Regions from separate parts of the Triticum aestivum genome. Here region 1 is linked to region 2. The links are chromatin contacts, called in public Hi-C maps. All regions are on one chromosome and are shown on one strand. Each heading gives the region's core, a stretch centred on a gene start, on an enhancer-like site or on the middle of the called end of the contact. The rest is flanking DNA. Distances are from core to core; before and after follow the strand shown. Region 1 holds the start of LOC123124219 (plant UBX domain-containing protein 10). Region 2 holds the start of LOC123124209 (probable trehalase).

Evidence for each region. Hi-C and Micro-C count contacts between places; a contact is called where the count stands out from the background.
Region 1: a Hi-C map of leaf shows a contact between it and region 2, with 3 times the contacts expected there. The contact joins the promoter of LOC123124219 here to the promoter of LOC123124209 in region 2. A contact is called at or near these places in 2 of 5 Hi-C or Micro-C datasets (both in leaf).

The regions. Positions count from the first base shown.
Region 1 is chr1B:362,336,350-362,341,590 of IWGSC CS RefSeq v2.1, reverse strand. It overlaps LOC123124219 (plant UBX domain-containing protein 10), which reads right to left and starts at 2,712. Exons shown (of 4, transcript XM_044544884.1): 1 at 1,821-2,712. The coding sequence starts at 2,597.
Region 2 is chr1B:361,800,508-361,806,002 of IWGSC CS RefSeq v2.1, reverse strand. It overlaps LOC123124209 (probable trehalase), which reads left to right and starts at 2,390. Exons shown (of 11, transcript XM_044544874.1): 1 at 2,390-3,183; 2 at 3,707-3,826; 3 at 4,816-4,931; 4 at 5,024-5,124; 5 at 5,226-5,335. The coding sequence starts at 2,603.

The sequences.
Region 1 (5,241 bases), core at 1,463-3,962, 540 kb before region 2:
TGGGTGATGGGATTTTACTATTGCGGTAGTGCCTTAATGGGGTACCTGGGCTGAGTAGGCTAGTGTGCTTGGTGGGTATAGAAAACAATGGGGTTTTCTTGCCAAAATCAGCCATGCTGCCCATGTACTGGAGGAGCAAGCAACATCATAACGATTATCAATAATAAGGTCGCCCCTGAAGTATAGTTTTTCCCGTTCCCGTGTGCAAATCATCAATATCTATATATTTTAACAACCACTTTAGCATCACCCATGAGTAGAAAGTGCATAATCAGATCAGACAGTTAAATTACTATATGACCATGCTTGATTTCTATGTACTAAAATGAGACTAGAGACGATGTATATACCAAATTTTAAGAAATCATAATGCCACGCAGTAGCTTATAATATAACCAACAATTGACAAGTGAAACTTCCTGAATTTTTGTCATCTACATACGCAGCCATCTACTACCTCTGTACCAAAATATAAGACGTTTTTGCAGTCGAACTAAAAAAACGTCTTATATTTTGGTACGGATGGAGTAGAAGAGAATGCATCAATTGCTGGTAGTAATTGGACGCAATCAGATGCAGTGTACGTGAGCAATTAATTATCTACATGAAGGACCTGTGAATGTGCGCAAGTTGTGATGTTTGCAAGCAAAATGAGGTGAGATCCTGGACCATGGGACAAACTTTATTCTTTCAAAGAACAATTTAGTTAAGAAAAACCCCAGTAGCCTTTTCTGGATTTTTTTGTGAGTCCTGGGATCTGGATTGATAAAAATATCTTGGGGAGAAACAAAGCAAATTCCTGTATCTTCGGAAATAAAGTCCCACAAGTGCACCATCTCGTTTGAATCTTGCAAAGAAGCATTACCAAACTAATTTTGCAATATCATGAGCAGTTTTTGCTCAAGTTCATTGGAGTAGCACGAAATTCAAGTATAAAGGTTTATAGAGGAATCGTGTAAATGCATCCAGTACCCTATGGTATGTTAGATTCATTCAAATTGGCTAACAGGAATGGGAAATGACAGGTTTAGTTGTTCGTTATAGGACTACAAGATCTCAAGATATTCAGGACCAGGAATGTGTAATCCCAAGGGAGAACATTTCAATTGTTTGGGACTGGAATTGAAAACTGAGTATAAGAACTAAAAAAGAACTCCTAAAATTCCAATTGATGTATCATTGCAGTAAAACAAGTGAATGCTAATTATTACTAAAACTGCACTATTTAATCTCACCTCTCAACTCAACTTTAAATTCCAATACAGATTAACAAATAGAGATAATTAGACAATAGAGGAAGGTTGATAAAAATAATTTGTGAAAGATATCATGGTTTTTGATTACTTCATAGTGTTCACACATAGTACATCACAAACAGTGTAGGATAAAAGATTTTCTCTATGACAGCACATATACATCTCCAGGACAACTAAGCTCAATAAGTGATGCAATTATATTCTGAAGGTAGGCCAATCTTACTATAACCAGCTATTAGTCTATCAGCACAAGGGCATAGCAAGAGGCTTAACTAACTCACACAGCCACAGATCTATAACTATTGTTCTAAGCAACTGCATGAACACATCATAATGAATGAAACATCGTAATTAAAGAATCGCAAACTCCTTCTACAATAGCCCCTGCAAGTAACCCGCATACTCAGCTAAGCTTATCTAATAATACAAAGTTATATCGATCCCCACACAAACACCTGCAGTATAATCCATGTGCTAATTAACAGACTCTGAAACCCAGAATCCAAGCAGCAAGGAAACTGGATCTTAGAAGAAAAATAATTGATGAGCACAACAACACCATACCTGCTGCAACAGCACAATTCTCTGGTTCGTAGATGCCATGACTAGCGCACAAAACGGGAAGCGTGATGCGTTCAGGCTGTTGCTCATCTTGAACCCTTCAGTCCTTCTGATGCTACCACCCCATGCAACGAAGTTCTCATCTATGAAGGCGGCCACCGGCTCAGAGCAGAGGCAACCACCGCAGAATGCTGGGGTATCCGGGTGGTCAGGGGAGTGGAGGTACACGAAGAGAAGCTTGTATTCACGCTGTGCACGCTGCAGCGCGTCGGCAAATCCCTCAGCAACGAAGCGCGGGCCACGGCCAGCCCCAAACTCGTGCTCGAACTCGGCCAGGAAGTCAACCGCCTCGGCAGCGGAGGGGGGCAGCTCAAGCAAGCGGTCACCTCCGCCCAGCGCGAGGCCGAGGAGGGAGAGGGATCGGGACAGCACGCCGCTTGCGACCCAGACACCGAGACGGATGGAACCGGTGACGAGGCCGACCCCACCGGAGACGACGTAGAAGGGGAGCGTCACCAGCCTCCACGCGATCCCGGGCTGCTGCTGCTGCTGCGGAGCCGGCGCAGGGGGGTGGTAGGCGATGGAATCGGACTCCAGCGGAGGCGGGGGCGGCGGGGCGTAAGTGGACGGCTCGGGCGAGGAGGGGTCGCCGGTGATGGAGGAGACGGCGAGCTGGAGGTCCCAGTTGTTGGCCACGAGAATCTCGGTGCAGAGGTCGGGGTCGGAGATGCCTGTGACGGCCTGGAAGTAGGCGAGCTTGTCGTCGACGGTCTCGGCCATGGCGGCCGGCTGCGTCGTGGGGGTGGGGGTGGGGTAGAGCTAGGGTTCGGGGATTTGGGGGGCGGTTAGGTAGTTAGGACTTGAGAGGAAGAGGAGATGCGAAGAGTAGTCTCGACTCTCGAGTTGGATTGGTCGCGAGGGCGAACAAAGAGACGACTCGGTGGTGACGTGACGTCTCCTCTTCCTTCACGGAACGGAACGGAACGGAGTGCTGCACTCATCGCTTTTCGCTTCTCTAGTACTCCAACTGTACAAGAATACGGCGTAACATATTGTAATTTATGAAATTTTCTGTTGAATTCTTTGAGTAGAACGATATCCCAACAAAAAACAGATTGTAACATGGCGGTTCTTTGCCTGGCATGATATTCTCCGTTGATTCTACTGTAACTGGACTTGTAGTTTTTGTTTCTTGTCAAACTCGGTTATATAACTCCCGCAACAAAATAACAAGTTACTGTACAACAATGTCTACAAATTCCATCAACACCTTTGTTACATAGTTAAGGATCATTTTGAAAATTTGTGATGCATACATTCGATAATTGTTCCGTCTGCTTGAATAGCTAGTGATAGTACAAAAATGCTACCAATATAATACAACAAACCAAGAGATTGCTCATTAGAAAATCATCATTAGTGCGCACAAGCGAAAATTAAAGCACATTGTGTCTGAGGGGGCATGGGTTGCACTGATTTTTTACAGGAATACTAGCAGATTCGTACTTAGCCATGGGTGGTGACACGAGTAAACAATTATGTTCTCATGGTATGGCCTAACCCTATGACATTGTTTCATGTCTTCAATATATCAATCGGAGAAAGGTAAAGCACGATATACACAGGAAGAACTACAACCGGCTATAACACATCACACGACCATTCAATATCACATCACGCATGTTGATTGAATATGGCCACATTGACACAACATCTAGAGCATGTCATGGACTTTCTACTATTAGAAAGTAGAAAGTTCATGAGTATCCATATTATTGGTCTACGTCTCACATGATTAACCTCCGTGCCCTTGTTGTCGCTTCTCTTCGTCACTTGTTTATCTCCCAGCTTGATAATAAGAATGCATTTCTTAATGGTGAATCGTGTGAGGAGACCTACATGCATCCACACTTAGGTATTGTGCTCCCCAATGGCATGGTCTCTCTCTCTCTCTCTCTCTCTCTCTCTCTCTCTCTCTGGCCTCAACTAATCTGCAGGACTCGTTTGCGGTTTCACCTCTATGGTTACTTCTGATGGCTTTTCTACGAGTGATTATGACCTTGCGATATTTGTCTAGCTACATTTCGTCATGAGGTAGGATTCTTATTCTATATGTTGATGACATGATTATCATCGAACATGACTCTACACTACTGCAGGATGGTCCTAAGACGGCATTACAATTAGAGACACTTCGACGAAAGTGTGTGTGATGCATTAATCGCAAAAGTTGGTGTAAGACAGCCTTCAAAAACTATATGAACTATTTGTGATGGCGGAAACATCAAACACGATTCAGAATAGAGTTGCATGTGTGATACGTGGCATACGGTTGATCCATACGAATTGTTTACGATGAGCATAACAACAGAAACAGTCAGCCAGATGAAGGTGTGTGCGATATACAGCATACAGTTCACTCGGATGAACTGTTTGTGATTAGGCAACACAGCAGAAACGTTCAGCCAGATCAAGGTGTGTGCGGTATACGACATACAGTTCACTCGGATGAAGTGTTTGCGATGAGCCAAGACAACATAAATGGTTCAACTTAACAAGATGTGTGGGATATGCGGCAAACAAGTCTGTAATCAGAAATGTGTGCGAAGACCGATAATAAGATAGATGATTGCTGCTAATAAGTCGTGTGTGTTGTGGATAAATGCTTGCTGGTATACAGTTGTCAGCGATTGATGAAATCATCACCGACGGGTTCCCTAGTTTACTCTGTGTGCGATGTGATTTACTCTGTCTACAGAAGAACAACATATATAACCAAAATAAACATCCAATCACATAAGTGACTATACAAAACATTGCAGACACCTCAATAAACAATTATATGCATTCTAAACTAGGAGAAGCGATCATCTAATCATCTACTTCTTGTGACATTGTCACCGATGCTCTGTGGCTTGATCCCTCGTCTGGGGCAGGACGAAGGCACTTCATCATCTCAACGATTCGCTTGTACATCTCGTAGCTTGTACGCGTCCTTGGTCGCGTACTTGACGTGTTCTTCATCCAGTCTTTGCTCCCGCACATTGTGCCAGGCGATCTTGTCCTTCTTGCTCTCATCCTTCATCTTCATGTAGTAGGGGTCGATGATGGCCGATGCGAGGTCAGCAAGGGAGTCCTGATTGTTCTTCGTGCTGCCCCAGACCCTGTAGTGTTCACGAATGTCGACAAGATTCCGGCAGGCCAAGCCCAAAACTTTGAGCGCTTTTAGATCGTTGTTGGTGTCCACCGTAGCGAAACTGTAGTCAAGGCCGTGATAAACCTGGTGAAACGCTCGCAAGGCCTTATGCCCAGGTGGTAGTGGTAGACAAGGATGTCATAGTGCACACACAACTGGGCGAGGCAACCTTCTGATCATACCCGACACGACCGCCAATGAACTCGAGGTCGAAGCCGGCCACTTGAT
Region 2 (5,495 bases), core at 1,141-3,640:
GCCGGCCATGAAGGAGGGGCGGTGTTGCGCACCGTCGCACGCGAGCTCTCGTCGCCAATGAGAGCTTCTGGAGGTTGCGAGCAGCCTGGGAAGGCTGTGTGGAGGAGCAGAGCTGCGATGGATGGGCTGGAGGTGGAAGAAGAGGAAAAGTCGTGCGGGACCCATCATATACACGTGTCTCACGCGGGGTGGTTGTTTGCGTGTTCGTGTGAGCCAGCGTGGCCCGCGAGCCAGCGCAAAGTTCGGCCGGCGCACCGGCTCCAATCGTTTTCCTAAATATTGCGGTGCTCGGAGGCATATACGTGAGCCCTTGCTGCAGATACTCGAATGTGTATGCTATACAGTGTATGCATATGAGCAAGTATTCGGGTACGTATAAATGCGAGCTTGCTAGCCGGGCATAAATGCTCAAATACAGACATGTATAGTGTATGCATACAAACTATAGGCCACGCTAAACCTTTGTTACGTGCATGGCACAATTGGTGCATGCATGTAGTAGTAGCACGTAGGGCACCTTGCCATGCATGGATATGTTGGCTAACGAGAAAAGATCAAATAGCTGTACATATACCAGTGTGCACATGTCCCTAGAATCTGCACTCAAAACTCATCCAAGATAAAAGAAAATTATGTGAGTTCCTAAAAATATATTATATTGAATAAAAAAACTCATCGAACATCTTCTTATAAAGGCGGTGGATATCAAGCATCCCCTCATAAGCCTTAAACCCCGCCTGTTCCCAAGGGGACGTGCGAACGACACAGTTGGATTACCCAAGCCTGTACTAATGAGAATCCCGTGATAAGGGGACACAATCTCTACTTTGAGAAGACGTGTCAATGGCCGTGCCTCGAAACGCGAAGCGGGGCTGTAAAACGGTTCAGAATAAGGACATAACGCCTCGCCGAAAAAGTTACCAGTGGACGTGACTTACTTTGTTTAAGAATTTTTGCCCTTACAGCTTAGGGTTGTAATTATTAAACAGAGCTGGATACAGCTCTTATATGCGGAAGACTGCTTTGGAGTATTCGGAGAAGGAACCCGCCTTGCAATGCCGAAGACAATCTGTGCGCCGGATACATCGTCATTGAAGTCCGGTTCAGGGGTTACTGAGGGAGTCCTGGATTATGGGGTCCTCGGGGAGCCGGCTTATGTTACATGGGCCGGACTAATGGGTCGTGAAGATACAAGACAAAAGGCCCTCCCTCGTGTCCAGATGAGACTCTCCTTTGCGTGGATGGCAAGCTTGACGTTCGGATAATACATTTTACCTTTCTCTGTAAACCGACTCTGTACAACCCTAGGCCCCTCCTATGTCTATATAAACTGGAGGGTTTAGTCTGTAGAGGCAATCACAATCATGCAGGTCTAGACATCTAGGGATTAGCCATTACGATCTCAAGGTAAATCAACTCTTGTAACCCCTATATCCATCAAAGTCAATCAAGCAGGAAGTAGGGTATTACATCCATTAAAAGGGCACAAACCTGGGTAAACATCGTGTCCCCTGCCTCCTGTTACCTTCGATCCTTAGACACACAGTTCGGGAACCCCTACCCGAGATCTGCCGGTTTTGACACCGACAGCCGTTGCCACGACCACCCCGAGCCTCATGTGCCGAACGCCCATCTAGTCGAGGACTCAGCTAGGAGGAGAGAAGCGGGGGGGGGGGGGGGGGGAAGAGAAGGAGAAGTGGTTGAGCCAGCGGTGAAGGGACCCGGGAGAGGAGAAGGCGAGCGGAGATGGGATTGGCAGCGTGGGGAAGAAGCGTGTTGTGCGGAGCTGCCTTCATTGGGAAGGAAACATCCTGATGAGTGGAGGTGGCGCGTGGGGCTCGATGAGCTTTTCTGTTCCCACGCTTCGTTTCCTTTTTCTCTCGGCACAGTAAAAATGATTAACGTGGCCATCACCAGCGATCGGCCTTTGTGCGACTGTTAATGGATTTTAATTCTTTGATTACGAGGTGTATGTAATAACTTTGTCAATCTTAAGATGTCGTACGGACTCAATAAGTACAAGGTGCATGTGAGTGTATGTGCGTGTATGTAAGCACGTGTGATTGTACTGTGTAAAGAAGAACTGACGTGATCGGTCCGTCTAATCACGTCCAACGACGCAAATCAGGCGCCGTCACCACTGACCAGCGTATCATATGTCCTCCGTCCATGGTGGGTGGCGCGCGTCCCCCTCCCCTGCCGCCGCGAAGGTATCCGGCCACCGCCATCGCCAGCGCCGACTGACGTGGAGGCCAGCGAGCCACCAACGAAAAAGAAAAGAGAAACCCAACCGCTACACATGCGTCCACTGGACATCGATCCCAACGGCCGGCCCAGGTCGGCAGGCGCCTCCCCCCCGTTCCGAATAAAAACCCACGCGTCGCAAAGCCCAAACCGCCAGCAAAATTATCATTTCCGCTTTCCATCAGCCAACCGCGGGAGGGGAGAGGAAGGAAGAGTCCGCCGCGCCCCCGTCGCCCCGCTCGCCGCCGTACGGAAGCGGAACCGTCTCAACCGGGACACCCTTTCCCGTTCCCGCACGGACGTCACGCCCCCGCAAATTCCGCAACAGAACAGAAAACCCTCTCTTCATCTTCACCGAATGGCCCCGCCTCCGCGCCATCTTCTACTACTGCCCGTTCTCCTCCTCCTCGTCTCTCTGCTCAGCGCAGCGCAGATGGAGCCCGCCCACGCCGCCGCCGGCGAGGGCGATCACGGCGAGGGCGCCCGCGCGCTCCTCGCGCTGCTGCAGCGCGTGCAGTCGGGGGCGCTGCGCGTGCTGGGGCCGCGCGACTTCGACCCCAAGCTCTACGTCGACCTGCCGCTCGCGCCCGGCGCCGACCGGGCCGCCGCGGAGGCCGCGGTCGCGGCGGTAACCACGCGGGGGGAGATGGAGGCGTTCCTGGCCCGGTACTTCGCGCGGGCGGGTTCGGACCTGGTGGAGGCCGACCCGCCGGACTTCGAGGCCGAGCCGCGCGGGTTCCTGCCGAGGGTCGCGAGCGGCGAGGCGCGGGCGTGGGCGCTGCAGGTGCACGCGCTGTGGAAGGACCTGGCGCGGCGGGTGGCGCCGTCCGTCGCGGCGCGGCCCGACCGGCACACCCTGCTGCCGCTGCCCGGCAGGGTCGTCGTGCCGGGCTCCAGGTTCCGGGAGGTCTACTACTGGGACTCGTACTGGGTCGTCAGGTCCGTGCCTACTCCATACACCTCGTATTCCTCTCGGCCCCTCCATTATTGGTCGTCCACGAACCTCTCAAAGTAGCTTCACGTGTTCTTCCAATTGTCAGCTAGTACTAGAAGACAGAAGTAGCTAGGTAGGTTGCCGTTTGGACTGTTTCGGGCTTACGTGGTGGAGTTCCCCTAGCTCGCTTGTCTCTTCACCTTTGTCACGTAATCAAAGGAAGCATACTGTGGGCAGCTGATTTGTTTTCATATGGGATGGGACGTGGTGCTTCGCTGACCGGCGCAGGGCCGGCCGGGGGCCGCTCGCTCCATTAAAATTTGTCCCAATCGAGGATCCACTGAGGTTGATCCGTCCGTCCTTGGTTCATTCTAGAGGAAATTGCAGTAGCCGGTTCGTGTTGTTGTCCCGGTACACCGACAGGGTAGTGTATGTAGTATATTCCCACACACACACACACCAAAAAAAGGACAGGGTGGTGTAGTAGATGTTTGATTTCTGCTTGGCTTGATGCATGCATGCATGCAGGGGATTACTGGTGAGCAAAATGTACGACACAGCAAAGGACATCGTGCTCAATCTTGTGTACCTCGTGGAGGAATATGGGTTTGTTCTCAACGGTGCCCGATCCTACTACACTAATCGAAGGTGACAACTCTGTCTCTCCGCAGTACACACTGTTTGATTTGCATGCATGTGCACCGCAAAGTTTTTTTTTATATATTTTTTGCATCAGGGTTTTTTGACATTCTGTATTATAATATTGCACTTCGTACTCCCTCCGTATCATAATGTAGCGCTCATATATTTTCTAAAAAGTTAAAATTAGCAAACTTTGACTGAGTTTATAGAAGAGACAATCTACATCAATACCAAGAATATACAATACGGAAATATAACTCATAACGCATCCATTGATATGCTTTTGATATTATATATGTACACGATTTTTTCTATAAACATGGTCAGAGTTTGGAAAGTTTGAGTTTTGAAAAAAAAAACTATGGACACTACATTATGGAATGAAGGGAGTGTCAGGTATCACGCCTTGTAAAAGAACATACATATAAAATCTGAAAAGTGCAGTGTATTATGTGTTGAATTATATCCCTATAAAGTTTTTGTAAAAAAAATACACATCTTAAAAAGAGCATATACTTGTTATTTTTAGATTGCAAGTGATCATATTTTTCAACCAAAATTTATAGGTGTCTACTTCACCACATAATGCGAATGTATAATCACAATTTTAAAATAAGAAATAGAAAAATTATATGCGTGTTTTTTGAAGATACTTAGTGCGAAGTGCAATATTATTGTGTTCAACTCAACTGAGCAAGTGGAAACTTTTGCAAAAACTAGTGCAAAGTGACAGTCTACCCGGTGCAAATTAAGTGCAGTTCACTCTTTGTTTCTGCCATATCACTCATCACCTGCTAGGAAAGTTCACATTGTCTTCTCTACCTGAGAAAAAGTTCGTAACTTTATTATAATATTATATTTATTACTGGTGTCATCTTCTCTTGTCAAAATAATAAAATAATTTTGGGGTCATCTTCCAAATTAAGTACAAAAGAACTTGTAATGCATTCACGTGGCAATATGCTGGTCACCTGATATATGCTTTCACTGTGCAGCCAACCGCCACTTTTGAGCTCGATGGTTTTGGAATTATACACGGCAACAGGTGATTTGGGCCTTGTGAGGAGAGCATTCCCCTCTTTGCTGAAAGAGCATAGCTTCTGGGTATCAGGTAGCAGGCATGAAACCCATATTTTAGCATCCCCTTTTACATACTCGCAAGGTTAAAATTCAGTTCCCCTGTACAATGGTTCTGTGACGCAGAGCTTCACAACGTGGAAATAATGGACAATCATGGACGGGTGCATAATTTGAGTCGCTACCAGGCTATGTGGAACAAACCTAGGCCAGAAAGTGCAACAATTGTAAAGTCTTTTACTTTGGTTATGCTGTTAACATGTTGATCGCGGTGAAAATTTTGCCATGTCAAAGGATAAACTAAATATGCAGTCTCTGATGTTTTCAGGATGAGGAACTGGCCTCAAAGCTTAATTCTACGGCTGCTAAGGAAAAATTATATCATCAGATTGCTTCAGCAGCTGAATCCGGATGGGATTTTAGCTCTCGATGGATGAGGTTGGATGCTCTGTAACTCATGAATTACCAATAAAACGAATGCTGCATCTTCTGTTGATTCAGTGATGTAGTGCCAAAAGGGGACATTTAAGAGCTCTAGTGTGATCAAAATCATAACGTGTACCATCTGCTGTTTATAATGATGATTCGTTCACTGATG